3 separate regions of the Mus musculus genome follow, and all the other regions are linked to region 1. Evidence: chromatin contacts called from public promoter capture Hi-C data. All regions are on one chromosome and are shown on one strand. Each heading gives the region's core, a stretch centred on a gene start, on an enhancer-like site or on the middle of the called end of the contact. The rest is flanking DNA. Distances are from core to core; before and after follow the strand shown.

What was found. Promoter capture Hi-C pulls out the DNA fragments that hold promoters and counts their contacts.
Region 2: a promoter capture Hi-C map of stem cell-derived epiblast-like cells shows a contact between it and region 1, with 4 times the contacts expected there. The contact joins the promoter of Usp32 here to the promoter of Bcas3os1 in region 1. A contact is called at or near these places in 3 of 39 promoter capture datasets (embryonic stem cells, liver and stem cell-derived epiblast-like cells).
Region 3: a contact with region 1 is called in a promoter capture Hi-C map of hematopoietic stem and progenitor cells, with 2.0 times the contacts expected there. The contact joins the promoter of Car4 here to the promoter of Bcas3os1 in region 1. A contact is called at or near these places in 4 of 39 promoter capture datasets (hematopoietic stem and progenitor cells, liver and trophoblast stem cells) and 1 of 9 other capture datasets (embryonic stem cells).

The regions. Positions count from the first base shown.
Region 1 is chr11:85,717,682-85,721,909 of GRCm38.p6, forward strand. It overlaps Bcas3os1 (breast carcinoma amplified sequence 3, opposite strand 1), which reads right to left and starts at 2,063. Exons shown (of 6, transcript NR_045875.1): 1 at 2,016-2,063. All of the region lies in intron 22 of Bcas3 (breast carcinoma amplified sequence 3), which reads left to right. RefSeq lists an enhancer at 390-4,228.
Region 2 is chr11:85,136,750-85,141,397 of GRCm38.p6, forward strand. Usp32 (ubiquitin specific peptidase 32) reads right to left here and starts at 3,206. Exons shown (of 34, transcript NM_001029934.1): 1 at 2,962-3,206. The coding sequence starts at 3,019. It also overlaps a transcript of 1700125H20Rik not described here.
Region 3 is chr11:84,955,664-84,960,081 of GRCm38.p6, forward strand. Car4 (carbonic anhydrase 4) reads left to right here and starts at 2,091. Exons shown (of 8, transcript NM_007607.2): 1 at 2,091-2,278. The coding sequence starts at 2,224.

The DNA.
Region 1 (4,228 bases), core at 813-3,312:
GATGAAAGACAGTTGACTTATATGTTGCTGCCTTTAAATAATGTCTCAATTGAGGTATGATGGAAGAAATGGATCTGGGACCACCCATCATATAATCCAAGAAGTGACAGCCTTGCAACAAATATGAGACCTTCGTTTAGTCTGTTCAAACACGAGCAACAAGCTGCTCAGGGGGCTCATGACTGTTCAGTGAAATGCACATGCCGTGTGCACACACTTCCCAAACTCTTGTTTCCACTTCAGTTCTAACTGATGCTTTCCGTCTCGACTCCCACTTCTTGCCTAGAGGAGCCCTGTGTGTGTGACAGACTTGTTACTAAGCATCTCCCTAGCATGCCTTACCTTCCTAGCTTCATTCATGTGCTCGTGCCCCTCGCCTCTGACGAGCCCTCCTTCCAGCAGGGTCTTCCCCAAAATTCCCATGAACACATCACAAAATGGATTAAGTATTATAGCAGAAAGATGCTCACTCCTTACGCCCTGGCCTTCTAATAAGGGTGATGGGCCTGGGATATGCCCTCTGTCATGTGTTCTGGTCTTACAGGGGAGGAAACAGAGAACACTGGCCAAATATTGACCACTGACTGTCCCATCCTGTTGTAGCATATGGACTTGTGTTTGTAATTCCTCTGAGATAAGATTTTTACCATCCCTTGTAATTTTATTAATCCATTCTAGACTGACAGATGTTGCCATGAGCCTTGAGCTCTTGAGGATTCTTGTTTCATTTCTGATTAGATGATGAGTTTCCTTCTTAAACCCAAGGGTCTATGTATGCACAGCCCTTCTCTCCTAAAGAGCTTGTTTGGGTGCCAGAAAGAACCTTGCTGTTCCCTGGCTGGTACTGGATATCACTTTTCTATATCTGAGCCCTTTCTAACTGGTTCCCTCTTGCAAAGGTAGCACCCAGTATGCTGTCAGTGCTGAAGTAGTAGCAGCTGCTAGATGGGTTTTACTTTTACTTGTGTTTTTATTTTGAAGGGACCTGAGGATAATAAGGGGTGCCCAGAGGACTAATCTGTGGATCTCCATTCTTCTCGAGAGCACACAGAATTTGAGAACACTGAAACTGAGCCAGATAATGACCCAGAGGTCTGCTAAATGTTCCAGGGTGGTTGGCTCTTTGTTCTCACTTATTAGAGTCCAGCTCCGCCTTTCATAGCACAGTAATTGCTGCAGGGCTTGGGCCCAGGTGATCTGTCTCACAGGCCAAGCTGAGGTTGTCTGTTACCGTCCTTTACCGGTCTCTGGCAACAATGGGAAGTGCTACCCCTGAAAGCAGGTTGGTTAGCATCTGGAGCTCAATGAACCTGTTGAACTTTTCCAGCCATTTTGTTTTTTCCTTTCCATCAACCTACTTCTAAGAGGCTCATGTTCTGTTCCAAGGGCACCAGCCTTCGAGTGGGCACTTGTCCATTCCTGGCCTAGGGCAATCAGGTTGGAGATCTCCCGTAGACACCAGACACCCCCTATCTCTCCAACTCTCCTGTTGGCTGATCCCCTTAGTGCTTCTAGGGCACTTGAGGTCATCTTTTGTCCAAAGGAGTGCCACTGTGGCATCTCACCGAGCAGGACTGTGGGTACTCTCCCCATTGCTTTGGACAGACTTGACAATGCCTCTCTGTGTTAAGCACTGTGCGCAGCTCCCTCGAAGTAGGCTGTCATCAGTCCTCACATTTGCCCTGCCGCGGCTGTTCATACACCCGTTTCACAGGTGAGTGTAGGAGAAGTGAAGTAACTTGCTGACGGGTGAGCCGAAAGACCTGGAAAGTCTCCTTCTCCCGCTCTTTACAGAAAGCCCCTGAGACCCCGGTGGTGATTCGTTTACACCAGTGTCCTCAGAGATTCCCAGGTCGCCAATTCAGTGATATGAGCCGAATGCATACAAGAGTTAGTGTGAAAACAGATTGCCACCGCCTTACAAGAAAGTCAGAGAAGCCAAAGTACATTCGACAAATTGGAAGTGAAAAGCTCAAGTAAAAATATTCAGTTTAAGATCATGCGCTGGTACTTACATGAGGTCTATGGAAAATGAGGGAGCCAGCATCGGGTTTCTGGAATATGCAATTTTACAATGGGAACGTGTTATAAAATGTTCAGCCACTGTTGTTTGCCTTGGAATTTAGGGTGAGAGACATGACGGCTGACAACTCTCTTCCTGTTGTAGGTCAGGGCTTCAAGGAACTCTGTAATCTTCCCACCAGCTTTCTTCTCTCCTGGAACTCACGGGTAAAATTAGATGCTGGCTGGACTTCAGTAGTTGAAGGCTTTCAGAAGCCAAGTCAGACAACTGCAACGGCTGCTCTCTCACAGCCCCACGTCGGGAGACACTCTGTACAGACTAACACAGTTTAGTAAACTGATAAGTGTCCTGACAGTCACTGCGTAATAAACAAAACAATGCCACAGGCGTAGAAGGGAGTTGCCTTCCTGTGGGTAACCTCAGAAACAGGGCAGGCTTGGGGGTCTCTCTATTCACATCTCTCTGTTGCTCCCCAAATGTGATGTATACTAAGCTTAAAAAAACAAAAACAAAACAAACAAACAAACAAACAAACAAAAAAACCCTAGACACCCCATGTGAAGATTCAGTTGGAATTGTTTTATGCATTTGAATAGACTCTGAGAGGCAGACATGGTGAAAGGGGTGTGGGAAGAGACCATTGAAAGAGTGAGTGTGCTCTGCTCGCAACCCAGCCTCGGACACATTTATCTAATTTGACACATTTTGCCTGGAAGTCACAGGAATAGACTGAGGTCCCCACCCCACCCCCCCTTGCCCGACTCAGAATATAAAGAGCCAGAGACTAAAACCAGACTAAAAAGGGCTAACCCATTAGGGAAGTACCTCCCTGGGGAGCGGGTGGGCAGGGGAAGGAGGTTAGATGGCAGTTATTAAACACTGAATCAAGAATCTGCTCTGCAGAGCTGCTGCCCCGGGAAGCCTTTCTTCCCAGGCTGAGGCCTGAGCTGGCCAGGAGCAGGGGCTCTGCTTATTCTCCGCTGCAGGATGCTACCCCTTGACCCTTTATAAGGCAGCCTTGCTTGATTACTCCTTTTAATTCCAGGCTCAAAACAGCTTGTAAAGTTGTGTTGTTTTTTCTTTTTATCATTCCTCCCCAGATTGTGTGGGCCACACTGTAGCAAGATTTCCCCTCTGTCCACATCTGTTTTCCAACCTCATTACTCTTCAGTTATTACATTAAAAAAAAAAAAAAGCTGTTTATTTCTTCCCTGCATGTTTTCCCCCCGAGTTTCAAAACCTAAAATGGTAACTGATGTGCTGTTGGATGGGACCATCTTCATGATCTCGGGTGGACATGCTGGTCTTCGCATAAATGCACAGGAATAGATTGAACCTTCTTGTTTGAACTAGCTATGCCTGAGTCAGGGGTCACAGCTGGGCCAGAGCCTGGCAGGCTTCTGGTTCTAGAATCTGGGCACAGAGGTTCATGCTTAATCGCCCTTGAACTTGAGAGGCTGAGACAGGAGGATCAGAAGTTTAAGAGCACCTTGGCTACCTCCAGTATTCTAAGGCTAGCCTGGACTACCAACGCCTCGAATGTGTTCTTTCGGAGGTATCCGGAGATGGCATAGCAACTGGTGTGGCGTTAGCATGACTCTTCGGCACTTTAGGCTTAGTTTAACGATTCAAAGATAGAAGGAAACAGGCAGAGCCCTAGTGTTTAGGGTGGGCTTTGTTTTGGTTTTATGAAGCCAGAGGTGGTTTTGTTCTTTAGGGGGGTTGTTTTGTTGGTTTTCCAAGACATGTTTTCCCTCAGTAGCCTTGGCTCTAAGCCTCTGTCTCCTGAGCACTGATATTAAAGGTGTGTGCCACCACCTGTCACTTGAGGTTTCTTTTATGAAGAGAAATGAAACAAGGGTGTCTATTCACACCATTTCTATGCGAGCTATACAGTATATTGAGAAAAGGTAAGAAATGGAGAGAGACAAAGCTAGGTATGGTGACTTGAATCCCAGCCCTCAGGAAGCAGAAGCAGGCAGATCTCTATGAATTCAAGGCCAGCCCCTATATACATAATGAGTTTTAGGCCAGCCATGGCTACAAAGTGAGACCCAGTCTCAAAAACAAAAGACAAACAAAATAAATTGAAAGGACAAAGCTGAACACTCATCTTTCTGCCTTGGCCTCTCTAGAGGCCATGTAGCTGCTGTTTGGAAAGTCCGGGGGAATGCAGACTGGGTGTGTAGCTCAGCTGCCAAGCAC
Region 2 (4,648 bases), core at 1,956-4,455, 580 kb before region 1:
TAATACAAACATTTTAATAAGTTAAGCCTCTTATATGCTACTCAAGATATTTATGATATCAGCCAAAAAAAATCTTCTAAAATTTGTCTAACACTATATACTTTCAGAAAAGTAAAAGTTGAAATAATTGGCAATCTGGCAAAATAGGATATAAACCCAAAATTCATCCTGATTTCTAGAGCCTCAAACAGACTAGACTGGCCTCTCACTCAAGTCCAGTGTCATCTGTCACTAACACTGTAGTCAAGGCCCCACTTTACTAGACAAACTGCCTGATATTTCTTGTTTGCATTAATGCATCAGATTTCTTTTTAATGTTGTGTAATTATGAACAGGTAGTAGGCAATGCTCATTTAAATTAAAGCCAAAGGGTCAAATAGTTCTATGAGGCTTGTTCTATACTTGTCAAATCCTATTTGCCCCAACTCACCTTATCCAATGTAAACAGATAAACAAAACTGATGCAGGTATTAGTACCTATTTATTCAGGCACCCCCAAAAGGTTCTCAAACCATTCAGCAAAAGCTTACAAAATCTTTCTGTAGTTAAAGTCTGACATCTAATTTGCCTGTTTTAAACATACCCCAGCCTACACTTAGAAACTACTTTATCACCTTGCTCCTCTTTGGTTTAATTTCCCTGCAGCAAAACTGACAAAAACAGAGGCAGGCGGATCTCTGAGTTCAAGGCCAGCCTGGTCTACAGAGTGAGTTCCAGGACAGCCAGGGCTACACAGAGAAACCCTGTCTCGAAAAAACAACAACAACAAAAAAAACCTGACAAAAACAAACCCATTCAAACAACTAAGACTTTAATTCATACCTTGATACTTCTTCAAATATGCATTTTAAAATTTCACGGGCACATTTCATAACACGTTAAACAAAAACCTTTCACCAGATCATTTTTAAATGTATTGATTCCATTTATATTTTAAAATGTACAGTCTTGCAAGGCATGGTGCTGAATGCTTTTTATCCTGCACTTGGGAGGAAGAGGCAGGTGAATCTCTGAGTTTAAGGCCAGCATGATCTACAAAATGATGTTCAGACAGTCAGGCCTACATAGAGAAACCCTGTCTCAAAAAAACAAAATACACAATCTTAATTTGATATAAAGTAAATCAACAAGAGCTGGAATAAAAGTTTAATTTTAGAATTTCTTAACGCCAGGTATATCACTGGTATTCACACCCTTAAACTTAAGGAACACTTCTGAACAGCTGTAAATCATTTGACTGTGCCCTATTTCATGCCATGTAAGCCATAGACTAATTGCCCCCAGACCTGTCAAGCTCAACAGAATTCAGGAAGTGACTGGTCTACTAGGGTTGGAAATAAATCAAGAATTTGGAATATTTCTCATACTGAAACAGAGAGAAAAAGTTCAAGTAAGATTGTACTTAAGAATAATCATCATGCAGCCGGGCGGTGGAGGTGCACGCCTTTAATCCCAGCACTTGGGGGGGCAGAGGCAGGTGGATTTCTGAGTTCGAGGCCAGCCTGGTCTACAAAGTGAGTTCCAGGACAGCCAGGGCTACACAGAGAAACCCTGTCTCGAAAAAACAAAACAAAACAAAACAAAAAAAAAAAAGAATAATCATCATGCAGATATGGTAAGGAAGAACCACTAAAAGGTGTATTTTCGCTATTCTGCTCAGCCCCAAAATTGATGCAGCTACAATTCTGTATCTTATTTTCTGTTTATTAGGTTGTGGGTCCAATGAACTTATTTCTCTTTGTATATGAACTAGATCTCATTTCTAAATCCTCACTTTAAAATGTCTTTTTCATCATATTTTAAGTTTCTATCCCAAGCTACTAAAAACACCTGGCGCATGACTGAATTTACTTATTTATTTATTTATTTATTTATTTTGGTCTTAGAAATCTGTTAACAATAATGTCTGGCCACTAATCTGCTTAATGTTTTTCACTTCTTACCAAGAAAATCCATTAAACATCAAAGAGAACTACAAGCACCACACAGACACACTCTCAAATCTCAGTCATGAAAAATTAAGTCACATTCCGGCCATAAACTGTGCAAGACACTTCCAGTTAGCACGAGCTTTACACTGACAATCGTATCAGAGTAAGTGGTAGGGGGTTGGGGGCTATTAACAACACAGTGTGAATCAGAGCCAAGAGCAGCAGCCGTTGACAGCAAGGCCAGTCTCTGAAGGGAGCTGTAATACAGTATCACAATGCTGGGTTTCCGAATGCCATTTTAAGGGAGCGAGGGGGTAAGAACTGGGAATCAAGTGTACTAAAACCGTCTGATCAATGTCCGAGGAGAGGAAACCTAAGACAAGGTCTTATGAACATCAGCTGTCTAATCTGTTCTCACCTTAAACACAACTTCACTTTCAGGTCGTTCTTAATCAAAGTCAACCGCTCAAAGGGTGAAGGATGGCAGGAGTAAATGGAAGGATAGTCATCGCCCTCAACAGAGAGGCAAAGACCCTGGGAAAACCAGAGGCTCCCTAATAGAAAAGGACTTCCAGGAGCAAAACAGAACGCCCTGTCTTCTCCTCCAGCCAATGCTGTTAGAAACCAGATTAGGATGTTGTCGGAGGCTTTTTTTTTTTTTTTTAAATGAAAGAGTGATATGAGAAAATGGCACTGAAGGATGAGGGGGCCTGGAAGGGTTGAGCCACCCAAGAACCGATGGTCAGGGCTTCCCTGCACCTAAACAAGATAACAACGCCAACCGAGTGCACCGGCAATGGCCAGCCAGCGCCCGGTACCCCCGTCACTGCCAAAGCTTCGCCCCCTCCCCTAGTGCCCCAATTCCCACACCCCGCTTCCCCTTCCACCTCCCTGCCCTCGATATTCCCACGGCTGGCCTCCCGGGTCCTTCGCCAGGCACCCCACGCCCCAGCCTCCTCTCCCTCCGGCCACCCACCCCTGGGCGCTCCGCGCTGGCCTCCCCGCAGCTCACTCGACCCCTCCCCCTCACCTCTCCTCAGCGCCTCCTCGTAGCTGAGGAATCCGATCCGTGACTCCTTGGCGCCCATGCTCCCCTCATCCCCTCGGCCGGGGGTCGGAGCCTGCTTTCGCCCCCACCCCCCTCCCGCCTCCTTCGCGGCGTCGCCGGCTGACGGTGTCGGCGTCCCCGGCCCCCTCCTCCCCCAACACTAACAAGTGCGGCTTCTGCCCCAGCGACTCCTCCCGGCCGCCGCCGCCGCCTCCATGCCGAGTCACGTGACCCGCTCCCACCCCGCCCCCTTCCCCTCCCTCCTACTCCGCCCTTCTCCTCTCTCTCCTCCCTTCGCGTCTCGCCTCACTCCTCCTCTCCTCCCTTCCGCCCCCACCCCGCCCTCCCGCCAGCACCGCCGCGGGTCACCTGACCCAAGGCCCGGGACGGTTCCGGGTAATGGCCGCCGGGGGGCCACGCTCCGCCCCACCCCACGCTAAGAGCGCGCAGGGGGGGCGGGGCGGCCTCGCCACACGTAGCACGTCATCCCTATCTTCCTGCCAATCCTAGGCCTCGAATCCCGCCGCGGCGCTCAGCTGGCCAAGAGGGCAGTGACTTCCGGGGCGCCCGAGGACGGGTCTTCCCGCCCCCCACGTTCTGGCGTTCGACGGGCGGGGCCGGAGCGATGACGGTTGGTGCTGCGGTGGCCGCGACCCACCTTGGAAGACTAGGGGAATGTTAGGGAGCAGGGGGGGTCTGAGGAAAGCGGTGCGGGCGACAAAAGGAGCGGGCAGGCGGGGGACCCCTAACGTTCGGGGGATGTTGGCAGAAGTGGAAGATGAGACTCACGGCTTCTCTGAGAAGATACCTCTTTTTCCTTCTAGAGATGGAGCCTCAGGACAGGGCAGTGGACCTTGTCGCAGTATTTTACTTTCTACGCCTTCCCATTCTCCAAACGCGGCTGCCTTAGCTTTTCTTTCAGAGGCCCAAGCCACTATGTTGGTCCATTTTTCCCTCTGAACCTGTTGCCTCCCTCCCCCAATTTTTTTAAGCCGCATTAGATGTTTTGTTTTGGGTGTTTGTTTCTGACGCAGGGTTCTGCTTTGTAACCCAGGCTGTCCTCGAACTTGTAGATTCGCGTGCCTCAGTTTCCCATGTACTGGTTCTACAAGAAACACCACACCCAGCCCTGCCACCTTCATGCTTCAACCAAACACTTGCCCTCTAAAAATGAGACAGTTCAAAACTGAGTAGCTTGCTTTAAAATACATATATTTTATGTATAATACATATGTATATAGTGTGTGTGTGTGAATTTAGTAGCATTAACATTTACATCGTTATTCAGTCTTAGTTTATCTTCAGGACTACTTGATCTAGTAGAGAACTGAAACTTTCAACAGTAATGTTGGTTCATCAAGGCAACTACATTTCTCCTGTGACTGGCTTATTTCACTTAACATGGCTCATTGTGTTGTAGCATATCAGGCATGTGGTTCAGCAATTCCACTTCTCAGTATATAGTCCCGAAGTATGTCTTTAAAGGGATGTGTGAACAGCTATTTATGCACTCAGCATTTATAGTATATACAATAGTCAAAACGTTAAAAATAAATGTCATAAGTTAGTAAACAAAATGTGGTGTATAAACACAATGGAATGTTTTTCCATTTCCTTTTTCTGGGTGGGGGAACCAGTGAGACAAGTTCTAGCAGTTGCCTGGACTGGG
Region 3 (4,418 bases), core at 841-3,340, 760 kb before region 1:
AATCCCAGCACTCGGGAGGCAGAGGCAGGCGGATTTCTGAGTTTGAGGCCAGCCTGGTCTACAAAGTGAGTTCCAGGACAGCCAGGGCTACACAGAGAAACCCTGTCTCGAAAAACCAAAAAAAAAAAAAAAAAAAAAAAAAAAGAGGGAGAAAGTGCTTCTGCTCAGACCCTGAGCAGGGCTTTCCCATCCTGAGCTGGCAGGTTTATGGCCCATTAAATCCCTGGGAACGGGGGAAGATGGGGGTGGGACATGCAGGAAGAAGGATGTTATAACAAGGACACTAAGGAGTCAGAGATGTCAGATGGAAACACTTGGGTGAGGTGTCATAACTTGTGTCCCCCAGAAGTACCTTCCTCAGAGGGGCCTCCTGGAAGCCCCGAACACATCCTACTTCCCATACTCTCTTCCAGGGGTCCCAGTGCTATGGGTCTTTGGAAATAAATACAGAAATCACTGATGGATAATAGCCTGCTCAAGCTATCAAATCTTTCCCCTGCTTGTCAGGGGGCTGGCCTAGGTCACAGAGACAGCCTAGATCCTTAACTCCTCCTCTGTCATTCCTAAAAGGGACATTGTCAGCCCCACAAACACAAATCCACTCTTCAAATAAGGCTCAAAGAGCGTGGAATGCCAGGATCCCAGGTTAGAGGTTAAATTCCAGAGCAGAAGCAGACAATGAGACCCTAAGCCTGGTGAGGACACCCTCCTCCAACCTCTCTGTAGGATCAAAGCTGCCGGTGTAGGCTGTGATCCTAGGCCAGAGAGAGGAGCAGGCCAGACTCAAGAAGGGAGGAAGCTCCTTTGCTTGGATTGTTCTGATGGAGTCGTTCCCCTACAGAGGTTCAAAGGCTGGTGCTGGGGCAGGGAGAGGGTGATGTGAAGAGAATTTGGCAACGGATAGGGAAGTAGCTGGACCAGAAAAATAGGGCTTCCTGTTGATGGAGGAGTCCAGGTGTACTGCTATTCCTTGTTCATCTCCCCAGACTTGTCCTAGAAACTCCCCAGGGATGCGCAGACTCCCCATCTGTGAGATGTAAGGGACCTCCACAGAGAGTAACAAGTAGTGCTTGCCTGGAAGTGAGGCCAGATCCATTTCCCAGATATGGGAGACCGTTTACTCTTTGCTGAGGACTCTTCCTGTCTGATGGGAGAATTAGGGATATATCCAGATCCTTAGTTTTTTTTCTCTTCCCCAACTGTCATCTACTGTCATCAGATCTCAAAAGCACCAGTCCTTTCCCCTATGACATCGTGGGCTTTTCTAGTAAACCAATTTTCTACTGTGTCTCCGTGCCCCCTCCTCACTTTCCCATCCCCTTAATTCCATACCCTTTCCAGCCCCCCGACTCTCCACTCCACCCCATCTTCTTGGCTTAGCACAAGACCCACCAGTAACCACGTTTTAGGGAGCTTAGTTCTAGGTAGGAAGACGGGTCTTGGTTTCTTTAAAATTGAGTTTGGATGTAACTCAGTGGTAGAGTGCTTGCCTAGTATGAGAAATAGGGAACGAAAAGGAGTGGGGGTGGGGAGGAGGAGGAGGAGGATCTTCGTCGTCGTCATCATAACCATCATCTCCAGTCCCGAGAAAGAAAACGCAAAACAAAATCAAGTTTGGAATAGCCAGGAAGGAAAAAGATGAGACTGGAGCGTCAGCTACCGCTTCCTCAAAGAGCCTCTCACCGGGCATCTCTTCAACAAACAGCATTGCAAAGCTTTCAACCGTCTCGATTCTCCGTCTCCCTGAGACCATTTGGCTCCATCTTGCCCCAAATCAAGTTTATTACAAGGACACACTAGGAGACCCTGAACAGTTGGTGGCAGCATGATGGAAGTTACGAGTCTGGGAAGATACCCCGTGGGTCAGGTACCTGAGGATAGCTCATCTTTCTTCCGGAATCAGTTAACAGGAGTAGGATGGGGGCAAGGTGGGGATACTCCGCTTCTAAGCCCTGAAGATGCGGAGTGGGTGAGGGGTCTTTTCGCCATGGGCGAAGGTAGCAAGGTAGCAAGGTAGGCGGGGAGATGATTCTTTCCGATCTGAGACTGGACAAGGCGAAGAGAGGCTCCGCCAGGAGGAGGAGCCGACTCCCACGTCTAGCCGTCCGGGCTCCCTTAGGTCGTGGCTCTGCTATAAAGCCTCCACCAGCATGATCGCGACGCCTAGGGTGGCTTCATTGGTGATTGACCCTAGGCTGGGCAGCGTCTTTCCCCTCAAGCACCATGCAGCTCCTTCTTGCTCTGCTGGCGCTGGCATACGTGGCCCCCTCTACTGAAGGTATCCTCGGGTGACCCTCTGCGCCCCCAGGACCCGGTACCCTTGCTAGCGCGCTCCGGCTGCGCGTTGTTCGTGCAGGGAACCGTGAGGCTGCAGCGGACCTGGTTGTGTGAGCGGGGGCGCCTACACGTGTCCGCGGGAGGCTGCGGGAGAGGGGGATGTGTGCTCGCATGTGTGTGGCCGCGGGGTGTCCGCGTGTTGGACGCTCGTGTGATCTGTGGTGAGGATGCTTCTCTGACCCGCCTGGATCCACGGTCCTTTTCGCACCTTGGTTCTCCTGGGTTTGCCCGTGGGTGGCGAGTGGCCGACTGTCCTGCAGAGACTCTGAACCGGTAACTGTTGCCCACCCAGAACAAGCGCAGCAGGTTGGATGTATTGGGGTCCCGGTGTTCCCTTCTTCTGACTCTAGGGTCCTGCCCTCTGAGCTTCAAGCTCCCTTCTCCCCTTCCCCCAGTGCTGGATTGGGAGCCTGGCGGGGGGCATCCTAAGACCCAAGTCCCTGGCCAAGCCGGTCTTTCCAGACAAGGTGATTTTCGTTTAAAGATTAATGGTGAGACCGAGCTCTTAATTATTCTTCTAGGTGGGAGGTGGAGGTAGAGGCGTGTTAATATTTGATAAGGAGCTAAAGGCGATTCTAGCGGTTGGCACCTTCTCCAATACCCCATAGCTCTTCACGAAGACTTCATCTCTTAGTCCGCAGGGAAGCTTTCCCGTCCAACGGGCCAGAACTCCCTTCCAGAGTTGGGTGCTCTGCCCTGGAATGGATAGTGGGGCGTACGGTGGGGACGTGAGGGGTCTCTCAGACCAGAAGGAGAGAGAGTATTCCCCGTTGCAGGACTTAGTTTGGAGGATGTAAGGCATCTTGCAACAACTCCTTCTTAGTGGAGGGAAAAGAGCAACTAATATAATGTTAAAGGGCGGAGTGTGTGTGTGTGTGTGTGTGTGTGTGTGTGTGTCTAGGGGTTGGGCACTTAAAACGACTTAGTAAAAAGGAAAATGTTTTTAAATTAACCAGTGCCTTGTAGCTGTTCACGTTGGTTAAGACGTATAAAGTATTCTGTCGTTTACAAACCGGGTTTAGTAGTTGTGTTCCTGGGTGCTGTTTTAAGGATAAAGAGTATAAGAGTTTAGGCAGTGTCCTTGGGCTCTGGGCAGAAAGCACTCTACAAGAAGGTCATGAGACCTGGCCAGTGACCTGGGGCCATGTAGGTAGGACTCCATCTCAGCTGACTTCTTCACACAACAGTTCCCATTTTAGTGGCAGGACCACCTTCCTTCATGCATAGTCCTGGCGGAACTGGAAAGTGCACAGGTAGCTGGTAAACAAATCCTCAGCATTAAATCCCAGAGAGAAGGGATATCCCAGCCCTTTGGAGCACTGAGATTCCTAGCCAGGTAGTTCGAAGACTTTGCTCGGGGCATACCCTGTTCTGCTGAACTGGTTACTGGAGTCTTTCCCCCTTCCGTCAGAGTGAGCAAGGTCCATTAAAATTCAGTCCTCTGTAAAAGGCTCCTGGACCATGAGCCAAAAATAAATCCTTACCTTAAAAGGGGGAGGGGGAGGCTTGTAACTAGGGACAAAGGACAGTGGCTTAGTGGGGGGGAGGGGGGCAACGTTTTTGTCTCTAACCCCTGGTGGTGGTCTAGGTAGGACACAGAGCTGGGAGCCTCTCTGATCTCCCTTATCACGGGCGTGACCAGGGGCAGTGGGCTTGTTATTCTCTGCAAAGGTTGCCCCTCAGAAGCAAGTGTGGGAGCCTGAGCTGACCGGTGCCCTGCCATCTTACCTCTGACCTCTGACCCCTGACCCCTGGCTCTGCATCCTCAGCATTGTTTTTCTGGCCACCACCTCCCAGAGAGTGTCGTTACAAGAGTGTTCAGCCAAGCAGGTCAAAAGGCTCTATGATTAAGACGGTGGATCAGAGGTCACACTACAAACCAGGGATCTGGGGCCAGAGCCAGGGAAGAGAAGATTCCTGAGAAATGCCCAGATGGGCTACTCCTGAGGCAAGCCTGCCGGCTCTGCCCTTCCGAGTTGGCCTTTTCCAGGAATAGCTTCCCCTTGGGCCCCAAGTGTTAAGGAGGGGCTGCTCTCCCATGACTCTTCACTGGAAGCCTGTTCTCCTTCCGGGCCCAGTGA